Regions from separate parts of the Gossypium hirsutum genome. Here region 1 is linked to region 2. Evidence: chromatin contacts called from public Hi-C data. All regions are on one chromosome and are shown on one strand. Each heading gives the region's core, a stretch centred on a gene start, on an enhancer-like site or on the middle of the called end of the contact. The rest is flanking DNA. Distances are from core to core; before and after follow the strand shown. Region 1 holds the start of LOC107897860 (50S ribosomal protein L18, chloroplastic). Region 2 holds the start of LOC107924437 (ethanolamine-phosphate cytidylyltransferase).

What was found. Hi-C and Micro-C count contacts between places; a contact is called where the count stands out from the background.
Region 1: a contact with region 2 is called in a Hi-C map of leaf, with 2.2 times the contacts expected there. The contact joins the promoter of LOC107897860 here to the promoter of LOC107924437 in region 2. A contact is called at or near these places in 4 of 34 Hi-C or Micro-C datasets (callus, leaf and petal).

Annotation. Positions count from the first base shown.
Region 1 is chrD08:16,437,450-16,442,898 of Gossypium_hirsutum_v2.1, reverse strand. LOC107897860 (50S ribosomal protein L18, chloroplastic) reads left to right here and starts at 2,922. Exons shown (of 4, transcript XM_016823443.2): 1 at 2,922-3,986; 2 at 4,071-4,330; 3 at 4,912-5,073. The coding sequence starts at 3,788. It overlaps LOC121220304, which reads left to right and starts at 2,617. Exons shown (of 1, transcript XM_041099980.1): 1 at 2,617-3,336. The coding sequence starts at 2,617. The coding sequence ends at 3,336.
Region 2 is chrD08:16,020,282-16,026,052 of Gossypium_hirsutum_v2.1, reverse strand. LOC107924437 (ethanolamine-phosphate cytidylyltransferase) reads right to left here and starts at 3,130. Exons shown (of 10, transcript XM_016854925.2): 1 at 2,969-3,130; 2 at 2,090-2,484; 3 at 1,166-1,401; 4 at 893-1,050; 5 at 1-7. The coding sequence starts at 2,442.

The sequences.
Region 1 (5,449 bases), core at 1,673-4,172, 420 kb before region 2:
TGCAAAGAGAGGATCGTAATTTTTCAAATCAAATTTTCAATTTTCGATAATAAGACAAGAAACAATCAATTTTACGGTTTGACTCTCTAAATGCTTCCCTAATGGAGTCGCCAAGCTGTCGAAACCACTTTTAAATTTTGAAAAAATTGCGATCGACTTTGACAATAAGATGGGAGTCGCCACCGATCTTTTATTAAGGTGTGACTGGTTTACCATTGAAAAATAAATTTTAGGTCTGTGAGATTTGAGAAAACAGGTTCGGGAGTCGGTTACGCACGAGGAAGGGTTAGCACCCTCGTGACACCCAAAATTGGTACCGAATTGATTGTTTAATGTCTTAATGTCAAAATTTTGAAAATATTTTAAAATACAATCCTTTTAACTTGAATAAATTGAATAATAAAATACTCTTATTTCAAATAAATAAAAAGTCACACCCAGTGAGTTAGGGCGCAACATTTTTAATCTTCAAAATTAAGTTTATCTTTTAACTTTTAAAACCCATCCATTTGAGAAGGATATTTGATTATTTGGGTCAAATGTGAAAATCAAAACCCAGTAAGTTAAGGTTCAATTTCACAAAATTCCTAAATATCGAATATTGTCTTTATTCTCATTTGTTAGAAAAATCCTCATCTCGAGAAAATGATATGACATATCCAATGCGTTAGGACACCACACATCGAATTCTCGAGAATGAGCTTTTTATTTATGTTTTTTTAATTAAAGAGCGTTTTCGACCATTTAGATTCAACGAAGAAAATCGATACCCAATACGTTAGGGCTCAATCCTCTTGAATCTAAACATGAAATTTTACTTATTCAAAAGTCATAATTTAAAAGAATATTTTACTATTTAAGTTAAACGAGAAATCGATACCCCGTAAGTTAGGGTACAGTTTTCTCGAATTGCCAAAACGCAAAATATGGCCTTGTTTTCGAAATTTTATTCTTGAATAGTTGCGAGTATAACACTTAAAGGCATACATTTATTTTGTTTGGGGATAAAATAAAGTGGATTATATCAAACATGCAATGACATGAAATAAAATATAGTAGCATGCACGGAACAACAATATACGAATACAATATTTATGCAAGTGGATGCCAATGATATGTAAGCGAATAAGCGAACTAAAGTGCACACAATAGCAATAGTCTCACAATATTCATCATCCAAATACAATCATTGATAAATAAAGACCCATTAATTAGACAACAATTTGGGGTAAATAATAAGGATTTAAAATGAATAATGCAAGATATTCAAAATTAACGATGCACAATTTAACATAACTAGAACATATAATAGATTACAATAAACACTTTCAAACAATTTAAACAAACGTTGCACAAGACAATTTAAAGGAAATGATCTGAAATCTAAAGAAATAACACATGTAAAACATTTAATAAAATAGCGTAGAAAGCAATTTAAATAGGTAATATATGAAATAACTTAACGTAGATAATATCAAACATTTTAATATGAATAATAAAATGAAATGAAATAAATAAAATATAAATTGATAAAAAGGGAATCATAAATATAAAAATTTAAATGAAGTAAAATTTATAAAAGCGTTAAATTAAAATCTGAATAAAATTCGGGGGTTTAAAATTGCAAAGAGAGGTGAACGCCGCCTCCGTTTTTTCCCTTTCTCTGCCATTTCAAATCTAAGGCCTCTTCCCATTCGACTCCGATTCGTGCCGAGGAGAAGAAGGCTTCATCGACGCACCCACGAAGGTAAGGGTCTCCTTCCTCCTCTCCCTTCGTTTCTGTTTTGCAAACAATAAATAAAAAGAAAAGAAAGGAAAGAAAAAAAAAGAATCGACAAAAGATAAAAAAAACGAGAAGAAAAAAAAGTAACTCTTCTCCAACGCCGCTCAGCAAACCAACGCTTGGAGGCCCCAATCCCTCGCCCGACTCCGATTGCGACGGAGTGAACGACGTCTCGGCTACCAGGTGAATTTCTCTTCCTCCTCTCTCTTTGCCTTTTGTTTCATACTATTAACGAACCACAGTAAAGAAGAAGAACGAAGGAAAATAAAAAGAAAACAGAAACCAGCGAAAGTGGGATTCAAAATCACCTTTTTTTTCTATTCTGAATGCGTGGTCCTTTACAATATTCGAATGGCCCTTTTTTATGGCCAGCATTACAAAGAAAATAAAAAAAAGAAAATAAAAAGAAAAATCCTCTCCCCATCCCCTCTGTTGCCCCTTTTCTCTGTTTTGTTGCTTATTTCTTTTGTCATTTGTAGGTACATGATCGTACAGAGGCACGTGTGAGGAGCGGCTCGAAGGTGTGGTCGCACACGCACGAGAGGAGAGTGTGCTGGCTGTGCAGTCATGCAGCGCCCAGGGTTTTCTAGTGTTTCCTGCTTCTGATTTTTGTTTTGGGCTGCGTTATGCCTTGGGTCCGGGTTAAGTGTTAGGCTAACTGGATTGAGGAAATTGGGATAGGCTAGTGGGTTAAAAACAATTTGGGCCTAGGTATATGGACTATTTCTGGACTGTTATTAATTTTTATTTTGTTTATATTTTGATTTGGTTTACGGGCCGGGCAAATGGGCCTATTACAACTATCACTTCAGAATATTATAATGAACCAGAGCATGGACTTCGTACAGTGGCTTACCTGGGTGTTTGAACAGCTCACCCCTTGTCAAGGTCGCCTTTTCTGCTACGCACTTTGGGCCATATGGGGAGATCGAAACAGAAGAATACACGAGGAAAAAGTCAGTAACGGAAAAGAAATTGCAAACTTCATCAGTAACTACATTACTGAGCTTACTGGTTTCGAAAAAAGAAAATCGGTAATAATAACAGAAAACAAAAGATGGAGGCACCCACATTGTGAGTTCATCAAGATTAACTTCGACAGTGCATACAATGAGAGTCAAAACCGTTCAGCTTCAGGTATTATGGCCAGAGATGCGGAAGGAAAAGTTCTTTTATCCTGTTCAGAGATCCACAATGACATTACCTCTGCATTTGCTGCTGAAGCAATAGCGTGTTGGAAAGCAGTTCAAATAGGAGTCGAAAATGGATGGCAGTCAATCATCTTTGAAGGAGATTCCTTCGCAATAATAAAGAAATGCAACATAAAGGGTCAAGATCGATCACTGGTAGGGGCATATATTTATGATATCCAACAGAAAATAAGTGGCTCCAATAATATCAGATTCCAACATACACCAAGAACTGCAAATAATCTTGCACATATTCTTGCAACAGAAACTCTAAGAAGGAAAAAGGAGATATACCTGGAAATGGAGGTCCCTGACTATGCCGAAGAGCAAAAAAGGTACGATTGGGTATGTGAACCAGATTAGGAAAGCTTTAGGAGATGAAGAATGGAAGAGAGAAAGTTTCAAAACAAAAAAAGAAAATGAAATGTTTCAGAAGGAAAGTTTTGAAAAATGAAATCGTCAACTGGGCAATGAAATGATAGAAAGAGGAGAAGACAGATTTCATCAAATTCTGATTGGGCAATGGTTCGGCGCATTAAGTGTCGTTTCTAGAGTATTCTTTAATAATATCTAGATATTTGTTTAACTTTGGCCATCTGAAATCTTGGGCCGTTTTTCTTAGGATAATAGGTATATGTTTTTATTTTGTACAGATGTTTTATCTTATTAATAAAAGCCCCATCTAAAATAATTAAAAAAAAAACAGTGGCTTAGAAATAGTATATAATGTAAAATTATGATATTGGGTTGGGCTTGGCTTTTTGAGTTGAGGCGGAAGGTGATGGGACCAACACGCAGGGGATGAGAACAGGACATGGTGTTCAGGCAAGCAAGGCCGAACTGGCCGAGGACATGCCCTTTATTTCATTCATACGCTTTATCCCTTTTCTTATCCAAATCCCGCTCCTCCCAGACTTCACTCCCCTCTCACAGCAACACTCATAGCACTATCCACACTTGCTTTCTTTGCGTTGCCTTCCAGTACATCCCCATTTTAAAGCCTTGGAAAGCAGGTATGACGTATTGTTTCTTCTGTTTAATAATAAATGAATGATAAACATGGGTATGTTTTTGATGATATTTGTTTAAATTGAAAGGCAGACAGACAGCATTAAGGAATCTCGAATCTCAACTGGGTATGGAAATTACTGCAACGGCTATGACTATGACTGTCACTACGGGATTACAGTTTGCTGGTTCTCTCAATCATAAACAGACTTCTTTTTTAGGAGTTCCCTTGAGGCTGTCAATGTCAAACCCTCAGCCATCTTTACCCTCTGTCTTCCTCAATGTTCAAGCCAAAGCTCGCACCCGAACGGAAGATCGTGAGGCCCGCCATTCTCGCATTAGGAAGAAGGTTGCTACTATTTCTTTTTAAGCATTATATTTTATTTGTTTAAAGCGAATCCTATTTCTTATATCAGTTATACTCTCATTAAGCAAATGCAAATTCCTTTTACATTTATCCCCATTTCTTATCTTATCAAGTACTGATTATCTTTCAAATTTACTCATTTATTAAAAATGATGTTTCCGTACATGTTTTGGGACCAAATGGGGTTAGATTATTTTGTCCATAGGATATATTAGATTAAGGAACCCTGTTATGTTAAGCTGTGGTAAAACTTTGTAAGAGTCATGCTATTTTATGTGCCAAAGAAACAAATAAGAGCTATAATATTTTCTTCTTCTTATATAGAAGAATTGATGGGAGTTAAGTGTAAACTTTATCTTTAATAAGTTAGAAAAGAGGGGGATGGGCGGATAAATGAGATTCTTTTGATCATCATCATCATCTTTCTTAATGGTTGGTTTCCTCTCCGAATGGACTTGATATTGATATAGTGAAATCTATTGGCTTTGGTTCCTATGGGTTTAAGTCCCTCAAGCATACAGAGTTTCCCCTATCTTACTACAGGGGGTTTCTTGCTTTTGTAGATTGAAGGGACACCAGATAGACCAAGACTGTGTGTCTTCCGCTCGAACAAGCATCTCTATGTCCAAGTCATTGATGACTCAAAGATGCACACACTAGCTTCCGGTTCAACAATGCAGAAACCGATTTGTGAGGAGTTCAACTACACATCTGGTCCTACCATTGTGAGTCCATAGATAAATTTAGTTGTCAGCTGAATCATTTTCAGCTTTTTCTACCTGGCTTTCATTCATTGCTCTGGTTCTGAATGATAACTAAAGGGTTTTTGATTGGCCTGCTTGTTTTACTTAAGCAAATAAATTGCTTTAATAAGCAGTTATTTATGTTTTTTGGGTGTGTTTCTTATTTCCAATTGGTCAAAAGAAATGCCAAAGGAAAAAAAGTGCTTGAGTTCTGTTGGTGAGTATTATTCTGGATGGAAGAAAAATGGAAAGAAGTGGTATTTAAGCCTTCAACTGTCTCAAATATTAGGCCCTTTTGGGAGTTAGCAATTATTCTTGATTTGCCATTCTCTCCTACGATTACCTTCTCCCTGCAATT
Region 2 (5,771 bases), core at 1,881-4,380:
CAGGTCCCTGAAGAAAAACTGAATGAGATTGGCATGCAAAGAGAGCCATGCATTCTCATAAACATACAGTTAAAAGGAGAAAGAAAGCAAAAGAACTAAATTGGCACCACATCCATCCATACCCCCACACTCTCCCCCACGTCTGATAAAGAAGAAAATAGCGCTTAAACTTTTACAAGAAATGGTTGCAAGCATCCCTTGTGCTAGGGAATTGACTTATGACAGAATTTTAGGCCATTTTGAAACAATATTACTACTAGTGAGATAAAAAAAGAGAATGAAAAACGAAGTGAAGAATGCACCAAACCATTGATCCATATTATACTTTAAAGTCCGTCCAATAAATTGCTTTAATCAGTTTCCTAAAAATTATCTTTCAAGCAAAAGATTTACATAAGCATTTTATCCAGACCTTTACGTTCATGATGCTACAGAACACATCTTTAATAAAACATTGCAAAGGGATTATAAGCCAGAAGGGCAGTCGGCCAGTTTGGTCATAACAAGACAATAGCTATGGTAAATGAGTAGCTCAACCAGCCTAATTTGAAGAAAGATGATATAAAATCATCTTTTTCTTGTTATTGTCAACTGCCAAAGGAGAGAGAATTAGCACTTTGTATGCCTTTACCAACTGAACTTGACAAACGTAATATAACTTTAGTATAATTTTTAGTAATAGGCTCGCCAAGCACTTTGGAGTTTTTGAGGCTATAACTCTTTCTTGCAAACAGATTTTAAAGAGTGCACTCTTTATTCCATGTTCATGCTGCCTAAAATTATAATTTCTTAAGTAATTATATCAATGAGCTAATCTCAAAGAAAGTTCTGAAGGATCCTTAATATGAAGCTTAGTTTCTCTTAGGCTGGCTAGTGTGAAACTAAATAGTACCTTGCCATTTGAAAATTGCACAATCCGCTGAGATGTTGGTAGAAATTGGGAAATCTGAGCCCTTTGTGAATGACATCTTTCACCTGAATCTCCATTCAAAAGTGTGCTAGTATGATCTCCACCCCCTTCAGTATCCTTTACAGAACAAAGTATTCTTCCTACATATGTATAATTAGTGAAATAATTAGAAATTACTGAAATTTACAGAAGCTAGTAGATGAAAAGGATTTAACCAAAGGAATCTTGAACACATCTCAAGAAAATTTTTATTACCAACAATATCCGTGCTGGAGACACCTTCAGTGCGTTTAATCTGCTTGTAGCGGCCGGCTTTCTTTGCCAAGGCATAAGCATCAGATCCATCAGGGAGAAGGCAAGGATCATCACCGTGTATTATATAGTCAATCTTATGCTCATTGAACAGACTGTTCATGAATTGCTCAGTAATTGCATAGGGGGCATTTGCTATTACTTGATCCACCCACTTTAATCCACTAACAAGTGCCAGCCTGGAGAGAACTTCAATGAGATCCATGGAACCACACAATACAGTAATTACAAAAATCTTACCAACAGTAGCGAGTTGACAAACAAACCATCAAGGGAAAGACTGGCATGCAGATTAATCAAGTTGAAAGTTGAGAACTTTATTGCATAGGAGATATTAATTTCAATACAGCTTAATAAGTTAGAAGCAAAGATAATACCTAAGGTATACAGCCTTCTTGCCTACATGCTCTTGAAAAAGAAATTGTTGCACCAGATAACTAGCCTCTGCAATTCATGTTGTTCATTAACTGATTTTACATGCATGTGAAGGTTCCATTGTAAAACAGCTAATCTGTTACAATTTATTAGGCTTCTTGATTCTCATACTTCAGAGTTGGATATATATAGACTTGCATGCATGCATGCACACACGCACGCACACACGTACATATATAATCTTTTTCCTCACTGTTTTCTTTCAACAAATTTATTTTTTCACATATGAGGATATCACAGTATTTTGAGCTGTGCTAGTTTTCAAAACCTTCATTAATAAGCCAAGGCATTGTGAATGCTTTCCATGTGATTAGAGTTAATGAAGATTCAAAACAGAGCAGTGTTTATATGTGCAAAACACAAGGATAAGGCAAAAATGAACTACAGATAATGAAATAAAATATCGAACGAAAAACAGAGTCACATTAGTACCTCTCTTCCATAGGCAGAACAGGAGGACCTTTATTGGCAATAATCTCCTCATCACTTACAACCCCAACCACCAATTCATCTCCCAAAGCCTTAGCTTGCCTCAACGCATTGGCATGGCCATAATGCATGAGATCAAAGCACCCATCCATGTAAACTCGAATGCGCTTCTTCTCACACTTCTTCTTGTGGAAGATCCCTGAATCTGACCAAACATATGACAATGGGAACAGTCCAATTCCACCGAAATAAGTGGTAGACAAACCAAGCAAGGCAGCCGTTAGCATTAGGCCACCAAAGAGACGTGGGCAGTAATACACCCCGTCCCAAATCCAATTGTTACTCTCGTATTCCATTGCTATCCTCTCTTCGAACCGCAATAACAGGAGACACAGAACCTAAAACATGGCAATACCAAATAATAATAATTTTATTAATAATGATAAGAAGAAGAATGTAAGATTTGCAATAAAGGAAAATTTCAGAGACCTTTCAGGCTAACTTTACACGAAAGTTTATGTATAAATAAAAGGCAATTAATATAATTTCACTTTTCTAATTTGGGCAGAAAGGAGGGCCTTTATTGGCAACGATTGAAAGAGAATCTGAAACTTGTAAAACATACAAATTAATAAATGTGTTATGGGTTGTATATAAATACATGCAAAAATGAAATTCAGAAGTATGAAAAAGCTTAATTAAAACTGGATTTGTTAAGAAAGTGTTAAATCTGAATCTTACGCAAAATCAAGAAGCCAGATCATATGAATTTTAGTTAAAAATGGGCAAATCTAATTAAGTTTGAGGACTGCAAATTCTAACGAAAGGAAACGGAAAAGCGTGAGAATTGGAATATGTGAAGATGGTAGATCGAATCTTTACCTTTCTTTGCTGTAGTTTTTCTTTAATTCTGGGTTCGTGTCTCCTCCTTTTCTTTTTTTCTTTTTCTTTTTTTTTTTTGTTTTTCCTTCTCTCGTTTCTCTCACACGGGATTTGTGAGTGGCAGCTGGCCCAGTATGTATTGCATTTCGTCTAATTAAATTAAACAAGTTGCAAACAATATCGTTTTCTCACAAATATCCTTCCAATTGTTTGTTTTCTTTCCCAAAGCAGTCGGGTCGGGTTTAATTTCCATACATCAATATCACATGTATATATACAACAAAATAAACTTTTCTTTTAAAAAAAAATACAAGTCTTTGTTGGCATAATTAAAATATTTAGAATCATATTATATATATATTACACCATATCATGTATCTTTTATATATTTTTTATAGGAAATTTTTTATTTAAAAATGGTATACTTGCTTTCTTGAATTACCTTTTTTAAAAGTTTTATTTAAAAATAATAATTCACTATTTTAATTTACATTATACATTATTTTTATTTAATATTTCTCTAAGAACAAAATAATACATTTCCCTTGATAAATAAATATTTTTAAGATTTATATATTTAATTAATTAAAATGCTTCTATATTTATAAAATACTTTTAAGTATAAATATACTCATGATTGTTAAATCTACTTTTAATATATAATATTATTTTTTATTTTAAAACAACATTAAACTAATATATTTATGTAATTGTGTTATAAATAAACACTGTTGTTAAATTATATTATATATATGATTTGATGTACTCCATCCAAATTATTTGCACATATTTTAATATTTTTTATTACAACTTTATATTAATTTCTAAACCAAATTTTTTATATTTAGTTATTAATTCTTTCATATATTGCTTCATTAAAAAATTTAATTAATAGTATGTAAATGTTGGTAATATATATGACTTCGAAACCGTTTTTAATATCAAAATATCATCACATATTTTATCTTTTCTATGTTTTGGGCATATATTATACTGTGCAATTTTTTTATCACATGCGTTAGGAGTGAAGTTAGAAATTTTTTTAAGAAGATAGAATTAATTTGTATATTTTATGAGAGTCAAAATGCAATTTCACAATTGTAATAACTTATATCTTTATAATTTTTAAATAATTAAATTATAATTTTATTATTTTAGGGGTCAAATTATAATTTTACTGTTTACTCAATTAAAATCTTGTAAAACTTAAAGAGTCAATATTGCAATTTTACATTTTAGGGGTAGTGCCTTTGTCAACCTCCTAGCTCCGTCCCTAATGTGCATTGTACTGGTGAGAAAACCAGTATATTTAATATAATAAGGACCAAAATCATGTAATGATGACAAGTGCGGATTTCTCTTTTTTTTAATGTAATTTCTATATTTTTTTTTCTTTTTTATTTAATTGTTCATTATTTATTAGATTAGATTTTTCAAAATTTTCATTTATCTATTAATTGTATCTATATGGTAATAATAAATTTCAAAAACTCATTTTATCTCTTTAGAGAAATAGAAGTGTCATAAATTCTATATTGACCAGATAACACTTTAATAGTTAACACTTACTGTTACACTTGATATTTCCTTAAGTCTGAAATTTAGGAATAATTGGGGGTTAAATTGAAAGAATTCGTAAGTTGACAGGTTTTACTAAAAAATCAAGAAAAATTTAGTGGTTGATTTGGACATAGTTGATTCCCAATTCTGGTTCAATTGGATTAAGACCAACTAGTTTCTTAGTGGGAGACAAAATGGTTATCGATGGGTAATTTTTATAGGGTTGATAATCGTGTGTAAAAGGCTATAAATAGTTGAGAAATGAATTCTCAGGGTGAAATCTTCTCAATTTTGTTTAATTTTATTCTCTTTTTCATCTTTTTCTTTGGTTGCTCCAAAGAAGTGATAATTCCGAGAAGCTCTGCATGGAGCGGTGATCATGAGGTTTTAGTCGAAAAAGTAAAAAATCTAGTGAACTGGTAAAGTCCTAAGTCCTTTAGTGTTCGTAAAATTGAGAAATGAAGTTAAGAATTCCTTGAACCTTTGAGGGGTTTTGCATGTTTTTGAAAACTGAGTTTTTAAGTGGGAATGTTAAGTTTAATTTATGGCTTTGATTATTATGCTTAGCTGCTAGGAGAATGGGAGCTCCGGCATTCGGAAAAGCTAAGCTGATGAAGCAAATAAGCATTAGGTGAGTTTATATACTCCATACATGGATGTGCTTTGAATGTTATATGATTGATATGATCTTTGCTATTTGAGAATTATATGTATACATAAGGATGACTAGGTATATGAATGTCCGCAAGTGTGTTGGTATGCATGAAATGGTTGTGGTACTACATATAAACCTAGTGTATACCGCGTTATTTTGTTTATGTGATGATACGCATGTGTCTGCTTGTTTATGAATTGTGAAGTATGGAGGGAAATTAATGGCGGGATAGATGGAGCAGGATTTGGCGTATGAAGAAATAGGAGGATGGACAGGGAAATGAAATTTTTGGTAGATTCCGCAATTCGATGTTACAGGTTGTAAACCGTGATGTACAAAGCTCTGGGTATTGCGGAAGGGACACTATGGTATTCGAGCATCAAGGTTAAATGTGAGATAGAATGATATTGACTAGCTCACTAGAGCGATACCATGATGATTGCCTGTTGACTCTACAGAGAAATATCGCAACGATAGTAAGGTCCTTTAGGACGACACCGTAGAAACAATTATTAAGTCCTTTGGGGCGACACCTTAAAAAGGTTAAGGTGTAAAATCATAGCTCGACTATGGCAACCAATAGAGTTC